Regions from separate parts of the Callithrix jacchus genome. Here region 2 is linked to region 1. The links are chromatin contacts, called in public Hi-C maps. All regions are on one chromosome and are shown on one strand. The core of a region is the stretch at or near the end of the contact, and the rest is flanking DNA. Distances in the headings are between cores, read along the strand shown.

The links. Hi-C and Micro-C count contacts between places; a contact is called where the count stands out from the background.
Region 2: a contact with region 1 is called in a Hi-C map of skeletal muscle, with 6 times the contacts expected there. The contact joins two enhancer-like sites. A contact is called at or near these places in 2 of 3 Hi-C or Micro-C datasets (both in skeletal muscle).

The regions. Positions count from the first base shown.
Region 1 is chr8:102,944,327-102,949,363 of calJac240_pri, forward strand. The region is part of intron 6 of RAD51B (RAD51 paralog B); the gene reads left to right. It also overlaps the pseudogene LOC103795813. Among named protein-coding and RNA genes, the nearest start is that of RAD51B, 110 kb to the left of the region's middle. Within about 2 kb of position 1,710, at least 8 of the 16 cell types and tissues checked have an H3K27ac peak or open chromatin away from gene starts, as enhancers often do. A contact at or near this core is called in skeletal muscle, where this site is marked.
Region 2 is chr8:103,138,435-103,142,852 of calJac240_pri, forward strand. The region is part of intron 6 of RAD51B (RAD51 paralog B); the gene reads left to right. Among named protein-coding and RNA genes, the nearest start is that of RAD51B, 310 kb to the left of the region's middle. Within about 2 kb of position 2,522, at least 6 of the 16 cell types and tissues checked have an H3K27ac peak or open chromatin away from gene starts, as enhancers often do. A contact at or near this core is called in skeletal muscle, where this site is marked.

The DNA of each region.
Region 1 (5,037 bases), core at 460-2,959:
AAGCACGGTTGGGTGGCCTCTTCCTGGTTATGTCCTCACATGGCTGTTCCCATCATAGAGACTCCAACTTCAAGATTTAATCTAACCTTAATGACCTACCTAAAGGCCCTATGTCTAAATACCATTACATTGGGGATTAGGGTTTTAATACATTAATTTTGGGAGGACACAAACATTTAGTCCATAGGAGATTGGAAATATTCTAATTCATAAATTCAGTGCTGGGTTCATTAGGTATATATTCTTTAATTATGCTTCATAACCCACATTATACATATATGAAACAAAAGTTATATATATAAAACTATGTAACTATATATATAAAACAATAGTTTTATGTATATAACTAACATAAAACAAAAGTTATATATATAAAACTATGTAACATTTGACAAAGCTTTTCTCTATTTAAATGTAGTAAAATATATATATGTAAAATATATATGCATCTGTCAAGTGTTACATCTGTCAAACATTACATATATTTTACATATATGTGCATCTGTCAAATGTTATGTAGTTTTTTTTTTAAAAAGATATTTCCGTAACTAAACATTTCCCAGTCTGAATTTCTTGAAAGCTTTTGCTTAGGTTAAGTTGTGGGAGAAAAACTGAACTTACCCGGTTAGCTATACTATCTCTTAGCTGTCTTTTTACTTTATCCATCTATTTTTTACTTTTTTTTCGAAACACAGTAACACTAGTGGAGAGGTCTTTTCACATTGCCTGACTCTCCTGGTCTGTCCCATAAGGTTCCATGTACTCTGTCCAGAACTCAGCTTATATATCAGAAGATTCTGTCTGGTCTGCTCAGTCAGAGATATAAGTTCTCATTACCTCAGTGTGTGTGTTTGTATCTGTATTTAATGATGTTTGTGCTTGGCTTTGGCTCGGAATTTTGAAATCTTTGCAGAGTTTCCCAATTTGGTGGACAGTTTTAGAAATAAGGATGTCAGTAGGGAAAAAAAAAAGCACAGAAAAATAGTTTCCTCTTTCATCTGTGTCCCACATTATACAAATGTTCACTGAAAACAGCACCAATTTTCTGGGAAAGGTTTTGACTAAGACTTTTCTCACCCTTTACCCCTACTCTTCAATTCATGGTTCCTTCTTATAACGTGGTCATGTGCTTGCCCAAGCCTGGCTTATGAACCGTGCAGAATATTTGTGGGGTTTTGTTTTTTAAGCCCTAAACTGTGCACATGATGCAGTATTTAATTTGGAATGAGCTCTAAGTTTAGTCACATGTGCTTCTTGTGGTGTTTATCTTGGAATCCACAAGTAGGAGGGAAGTATTTTTGCATTTTATACATCTGGACATTGTTCATGGTCCTTCTGTAACTTGGGAATTCTGTGTGGAGCAAAATCCGAAGAAGGGTATTAAAAATAACATGGAGTTATAATGACATCTAATTCAAAACCCTTGAGAATACCCTTCTGATCCCAGCAGAGTTCTTTTTTGAGGTGGTGAACTTTTTCAATTGTGTGTGGTTCACTGCTGGCCTGAGGAGAATGCTGGGATTATAAGGTTACCTGATACCCTTGCATGTAGGCTAATGGGTTTCTAGACATTCTGAAAGTCTGTTGCAGATTTGGCATGGAGGAAGATTTTGCCTTAATTTTGCATGGGGTAAGATAGGTAAAGTGATTTCTACTCCCTGCTGCTATGCCTCTGTCACAAGCATTGTAAGAGACCTGTTAGACTCTCCCTATTGCTCTCTTAAACTTGCCTAATTCCAGCCAGCTTAGAGCTAAAAGTTGACCCTGAGAATGCCTCATGCTCTCTGTCAGAACTGGGGGTTTAGTAAACTTATCCTTCCCCTGATTTCATATAAGAAGTTGTTTTGAACAGGATTGGACATACAGATATAGCACAGTCACTCCTCCTTTTGGCTAGGGGTCTGCTAGAATGGAAGCAGTGGGAAGGGATGTACAGAAACTACTGCTCTTTGAGTGAGTTTGCATATGGACAGTATTGCTTTTTGGCCCCAGCCTAGTTTTCTTTTATTCCCAAGTCTCATCTTTTATGCAGCTGCAGAGAGCAGGCTGGGAAAGCAGAATGAACGCTTCAAACAGATTTGCACTTCAATAAAAGAAAGAGTGATTTCTCTTGTTCAGAGTACAGACCAGTTTGGGTAGAAAACTGTTTGCTTTTTTACTTTCTGGGTAGGGACTCTTTGCTTTTCTCTCTTTAAATGTAGTAAAGAGAGGAAAAGTGAATAAAGTAGTTAGACCTGCTGGTTATAATTCACAGAGAATTTTCAAATGTGTTTAATAAAGTCTCTCGTATAATTATAACAGAAATAAGTAATTGGTGGGGAAAGGTTAAAATCCTGTCGAGGTTTAAGAATCAGTTAAATACGAGGCAGTATGCTTGGATGAGACAACTCAACTAGGAGCTGCTTCTCTTTGCTGATTTCTCTGGCTTTTGGGATTTTCCCCCTTTTACTTTCATAATGCATTCTGCAACTTTCATTATAAAAATCCATCAATGTGTACACTTCTAGCACATAAACACATCCTGGTCCTATTTTGGAAATCACAATGTAGAGAGAATAGCTTGACTTCAGCTGGAGAGAAGTTAATGATAGGAAACCCAAGGATTGATACCAAGATCGTGCTTGTTTAGTGTTTTAATGACTCCAGAAGGAAATGGTGAAATCTGCTGATGACATCAAATTGTTTTTGCTGATCCAAACAAGGATTTCTTGGAAGCTGCTTCAGAGCATTTGGAATAGTAGAAGAATTGAGCAATATGGTGGCAGACACACTGAACTTAAAGTGAAGGTTTATGTGAAGTAGCAGGAGTAACGTCAATGCGTTGAAGTTTCAAAGCCTGCCAAGTCTTCCAAGAAGACTACAGAGTCTTTACAGTTTTATGAAAGGAAGACTTAAGACAGAGAACATTGATATGTATAACAAATGAAAACTATATGGGAATAGTTGCAGTTATAAAATTCAGTGACTTAAAAATATGATGCCCGAGTTTCTTTCTTTTTAAATGTCAGCAGTAGTGTATCCAAATGAATGTTGTTTCTCTCAAAATGGTCGTAGAAGATATATACCCATTTAATGCATACTTCTTTCTTGGTAAGTTCTTTTGTCAGTTTTCTGTGGTGGCAGGTCTTTCTTTTGTAGGCTGTTTTGAATTTTGAAACAGTCAACTGTCATTTAGAGCCGAGTGTGATGAGTAAGATGGGTAGTCAAACTAATAGACTGAAATATATTAAATATAATAAATAAAATGTAAAGTAGTAAAACATATTTTCTTTTATTGCTTTCAAAACAGACTCTAAAGGAAATTACCAATGAGAAATTGCAAAAAATTTTTGTGTACTAGTAGTATTAGATTAGTTCTTGGTTGATACATTTCACAAACATCACTTATTTAGATATGTAAGTTATGAGGCTTGTACTAATACACATTTTCTTATATTGGAGACAAACCATGTTTATAAGTGACCTTTTAAAACTTTTTTCTTTGTGCTCCCTAAATATACACTTAGGGAGGAAGAAGGAGGTTTTGAATTAACTGGAGATTTCCTTAATATGTTGAGTTTTCTGGCTAAAGGTACATCTTTGTAATGAAAAAGACCCTGTGGGTTAAAAAATATGATGGGTACTGTCATAGGCGCCGTGGGCTGGCCATCTTTATCCATCCATTTGTCTATTATTCCTTCCTTCCATCCATCCATCCATCCATCCATCCATCCATCCATCAAATCATTTTTTACCACTGGCTGTGGAGTTGACATCCATTTATTTTAAAAGAACAGTGAATTACAGCTCTTTTCCTCAAGATGCTTGGTTTTATTTGCATGGTGGTATATCCATGTAAAACAAATAAACAGTCTGGGCACAGTGGCTCAGACGCGTATAATCCCAGCACTTTGGGAGGCCGAGGCGAGTGGATCACGAGGTCAAGAGATTGAGACCATCCTGGTCAACAAGGTGAAACCCCGTCTCTACTAAAAATACAAAAATTAACTGGGCATGGTGGTGCGCGCCTGTAGTCCCAGCTACTCCGGAGGCTGAGGCAGGAGAATTGCTTGAACCCAGAAGGCGGAGGTTGCAGTGAGCCAAGATTGTGCCATTGCACTCCAGTCTGGGTAACAACAGTGAAACTCCTGTCTCAAACAAACAAACAAACAACAACCACAAAATAAATAAACAGCAGTCATTTTCACTGATGTGAGTGGAGTAAATGGTTTTGAAGCTTTATCTATGGAATCTTTATTTTGCTTAAGCACTTAGAATACTATTTGACCTACAGTAAGCCCTCAATAAAGGTTTGTTATTATTACTGTACCTCTTTCCTCTAATGTATAGAGGTAAACATGTTGGTTCCTATTATGATACTTGGGTTATAATGAATTCGGGCCCACTTAAGAAGAAAGTGGAAAGAAAGCAGGTAAATTGTTGCTCAGATACTAAATATGGGTGGAGATACAGATATAGGTATAGATAGTGTATATAGGTAGGTATTTACATCTAAGTACATTGTATAAAGTGACAGATTCTAAATTTGCTGCATTTCTTGTTTCTTTTGCTGGATAAAACCAGCAAAAGTGATGTGATCTGAACAGACACAGTAGATGGCACTATAGACTTAGTTTTTAAAGAAAACAGTGCAGGCAGGGGGTGTGGAGGCAGAAGAAAACTAAAGCACATTTTAATAGGCGCTTTTGTACCACCAAGACAATTTCATTTTAGAGTACGTGCCTTTAAGAAGTAAAGATTTTTTTTGTTTGACAGAGCTGAAAAATAATTTTAGGAAAACTAAATCTCCCAATTGCTATGTTTGTGCCAGCTTTGTCACTTGGAAAATATTAGTTGTGTTTTAAGCCACAAATATATAAGGAAGTTATTTTCTTTCAAAACATTGCCTTATTTATGAGGTTTTTTTGGTTTTTGTTTTTTTAGCTGTCTTTGTCTCTGTATTTTAATATTTTTGCTCCTAGCTTTTTTGGCCCTTTATTGTTTTTGTTTTTTGTAAGAATGTGGTTGTAAAGTTAATTTGAACCATATCAATATGAC
Region 2 (4,418 bases), core at 1,272-3,771, 190 kb after region 1:
CAATAATTTTTATATCCTTAAAGGGACCCCAAGACTAAAAGTTTTTGAGAATTGCTGCTTTTTCTCTGCATGGGAAAGAATATGCTGGTAAAGCAAAATGTTAAATTTTCTGGCAAGAGAGACCAGCTTAATCATTATTGCATCTGCTACAGCACTAGCAAAATGTCTTGCAGGTAGTTAGTATTCTATAATACATAAATATGAGTGACAAAGCTCATGTGGCAACTCTGAAAAAATTACTGTGTTTTCTGATTTTTGTGTATTACATTAACATTATTATTTGGTTTCAGTCTTTGTTTTTTTGATATTCAGTATGTTTGGGTACTCTTTGTTAATCTTATTTTGACACAACAATAATGATGTCATTTTTTCTTCAAAAGTTTCATGGGATGGATCAAATTTCCTATGAAATGAGTATGTTAGATAAGAAAACATTAAGCATAATAGAAGTAGGACTCCTTTCTTTTAACCTGCCTAACTCAGGTGTCACTTTCTTTTTTTTTTTGAGATGGAGTTTCGCTCTTGTTACCCAGGCTGGAGTGCAATGGTGTGATCTCGGCTCACCGCAACCTCCGCCTCCTGGGTTCAGGCAATTCTCCTGCCTCAGCCTCCTGAGTAGCTGGGACTACAGGCATGTGCCAGCATGCCCAGCTAATTTTTTGTATTTTTATTGGAGACGGGGTTTCACCATGTTGACCAGGATGGTCTTGATCTCTCGACCTCGTGATCCGCCCACCTCGGCCTCCCAGAGTGCTGTGATTACAGGCTTGAGCCACCGTGCCCGGCCAGGTGTCGCTTTCTTCATTTGGCCTTCCTAGACCTTCCCGTGCTGGCCTGTGGCCCCTCCCATGTGCTTTCAAAGCATCTTTTATCACAAGACTTACAACTCAGGGTCGTTCTATTCATATGTTGGTTCCCCCAGTTAATTTTGAGTACTTTTATGTCAGAAGCATCCTTTCATCTCCTTATTCCCAGAATTATATGATGCTTGGTAAAACTATTAAAGACTATCTGTTAAATTGAAATGAATATCAATAAGGAAACATTAGTTAATTTAACTTTTAACTAGTTAATGAAGTGGTTTAAAAACATGTCATGTAGCATGATTTCTATAGTACCAGAAGAAAAAATTTTTTTGGAGTACAAGAAACCACAGTTTGAGGAAAGAATATAGATTGCTCTGTTATGACCTTACATGCAGATTGGTTTATATATACCTACCCCTCCACTCTCAAACTTCTTTTCAGAGTTAGACTCTTTTAAGCCTTTTAAGGATTATGTATTTCTGAATATGTGATTTCTGTCAACATCAGAAATTATTTCCATTGGCAAAAAAATTGTGAAATGATTTCTATAATATAGGTTTAATTTGGTTGAAAGTAACTTTTCATTCTGCATGTTCGTCTTTCTTTCAAATGAAAATATTATCTTCTATATTTAAATTTGTTCCTGGAGTTAGAAATACAATATTTTAAATACATGCTTAGTTTAATTTAAAAGACATCTCCAAGGTCTAAAATTGACTTGCTGTTTTGTAGATCAACATAACAGGATAAACAGAGGCCATAGTTTATTTGGGTAGCTGCATTATCATAATGATTTAATAATAGTGATAATTATGTATAATAAGTAAAAGTAGGAATCTAAGTGTTATGAAGCTAGTTTTTATGTCATGTATTTTACTTGGTTTTAGTTTGGGTCTTTTCTCTGAGTGCTGTTAGTTGTATGCTTCCACATTTGTTTCTCTTTTTGGAGACCACAAAGTTTGGATGATTATTTACCAAACTTACATGCAAATTATTGATCAGAGAGTCAGAACACATCACAGTTTTTATCAAGTCTCCACTAAAAAAGGGGTTGGGGGAAAATGATTATGCTGTCTGAGATGGAGTCCTAAAGGAACACTGTGATTTTTGTGGACAGGTTACTGGCTGGATGAGGATGAGAGAGCCAGGTATTTGTCCCAACTTTGCCACTCTCTAAGTTTTAGTGTGATTTTAGCATGTCATCTTCTCTTAGCTGCTATTAGTGTCCCCATCTGTAAAATAAGGCCGAGTAAGATATCTCAAAGGTCTTTTACAGATAATCTAATATCATAGTTTGTTTAGTTCTCTGTCAGGATTTCTTGTTCTTTAAGTCCCTAGTTGACAGATAATGGTGTGGAAGGAAATGGTACATGGCAGAGTCCTGAATGACCAAAATGGACTTTGTCCACACTTATGTGCTAATCCCCAAAGAAGAAGAAAATACAAACAGTCCAGCGGCCGAACATGAAAATGGTGACAGTGAGCAAAACATTGAAATAGACAGCTGAAAGCTTCATTTCCTGGCCCGCCTGCCATGAGAAAGGCTGTGCTTGCCAAACCCTTCAGGCTGTCAAGACCAGAACTTTGGCTAGTTCTTATTTTGAGTTTCCCCCACACCACACACACAAACCACACAGGATAATTGTCTCTCTCTCTTTATATGTGTGCCTTTTGGCTACACTTCTATTTAAGCCAAGTCCTTGCCTAATCTCCTTCCTTCCAGCTGTCACTGTATTCTGCCTGTTGCTTTCTGGGGGCTTTGAAAAGCAGCTGCAACCTTCAGAGGAAGCACAGGGTGGTTGGCATTGGTGGAAGGGTATTGTAAGTGTGTGTGGACTCTATCAGAACCAAAAGTCACTTATACCTGGTTTATGGACTGTCTGAACAGTGTTCTCACTCTCCTTCCTTGGCAAATGTTAGAAGTGATGGCTTTAATTTTTCCTCCCTCCCTTCATGTTCGGGGATTTTTTTTTCTCCTCTACATTACTCAGCCTTTCTGTCTGTGAAAATCCTGTGGAAGATTTGGTTGTCTAAGGTTGTTTTGCCAGGCTGCTCTTTGTCTTTCCCGCCACCCCCCCACATAAAACATATTTATCTAATGAGAAAACTTAAGATGTATAACCAGAGCCTCTGTTCTTTTTCACAAGCCTAGAAACTTGACCCTTTCTCAGTTTTGACAGTTCATCCCAAACCACTGGCCTCCTAAGGCTCAGAGAGCTCTTGGCCATTTGCTGTCTGTCTAGCCCCAGCTGTTGGAGAAACTAGTTTTTGGTGTACTTTCACCTCTGGCCTGTGTTGTTTCCCCCCAGAGCTTGTCTCCATGTTGGCTCTTAGTGATGGTAGCTGAGCAAAGAGGCACTTGGTTCTCATCATTGTAGAAAACCAAGGAAGAATCTCAGGAAGCCTGATTGAAGAATCTTGGCTGAATATAGGAAAGCGCCATGTACTATGAAGGTTTTAAATGATTGCACTCTGCACAGACTGACTTTGTAGCCTGCGTACTGAAAGCAAAACAAGATGAAAATCTCCCACAGTCATTGTGTTTTGTAGTGGAGCATTGTCTTTTGTCGACCAGTAGAGCTTTTTTGAGATACAATGAGTTGTTCTCTGCTTCTCTTTCTGGAAACTTCATCAACTGTCTTGCCCTATACCTGACAATGCCAACCCACATTTCTGTTTATTTAAAAGGAACTCCATATCATCTTCAGAAGCTAGTACAAAAAGAAAAAAAAAAACAACCTCAAAGCATATTTGTGTTGGGGTTTGTCTATGTTTTCTCATGTCTGTATTTTGTGTTTTATTTAAAATAATTAAAATGTTAATTGATTTTAAATTCAAACAGGTGAATTTGATAAAAATCTTTTTTGATAGGATCTTATTTAACTTTATACTATATAAAGTCTTTTTTATTCATTTTGGGACTATAGCACTACAAAGCCATTTTCTTTTTCCATTTCTGCCTGTATAATGTCCTGAGTCTTTGACCTGTTTGGCTTTATTATTTCAAATATGCAGTTAAACATTTTGTTACTCATTTTCTTATTACATGATTTTGCATGGTCTACAATTCATAGAATCATTATGGTAAAACGTTAGAGCTGGACGAGCCATTCAATATTAACTGTTCAAACTCCCTGTTTTGTATTAATAGATAAGAAAAAGCCTACAGAAGGAACATGATTTATTTTTTTGAGATGGAGTCTCGCTCTGTAGCCCATGCTGGAGTGAAGTGGCGTGATCTCAGCTCACTGCAACCTCTGCCTCCCGGGTCCCGGTTGGAGCAATTCTCCTACCTCAGCCTCCCAAGTAGCTGGGATTACAGGCGCCAGCCACTATGCCCAGCTAATTTTTGTATTTTTTAGTAGAGACAGGGTTTCACCATGTTGGCCAGTCTGAACTGGAACTCCTGACCTCATGATCAGCCTGCCTGGGACTCCCAAAGTCCTGGGATTACGGGCATGAGCCACCGTGCCTGGCCAGGAACATGATTAGACCAAAGTTACACACATGCCACAGCGAGGCTCACAAGCCTTCTGATCTATTGTCTAGTCATTTTCTGTTATAACACCTGTGCTCCATAGTAATTTTCCAAATCACCAGTGAGAACTCCAT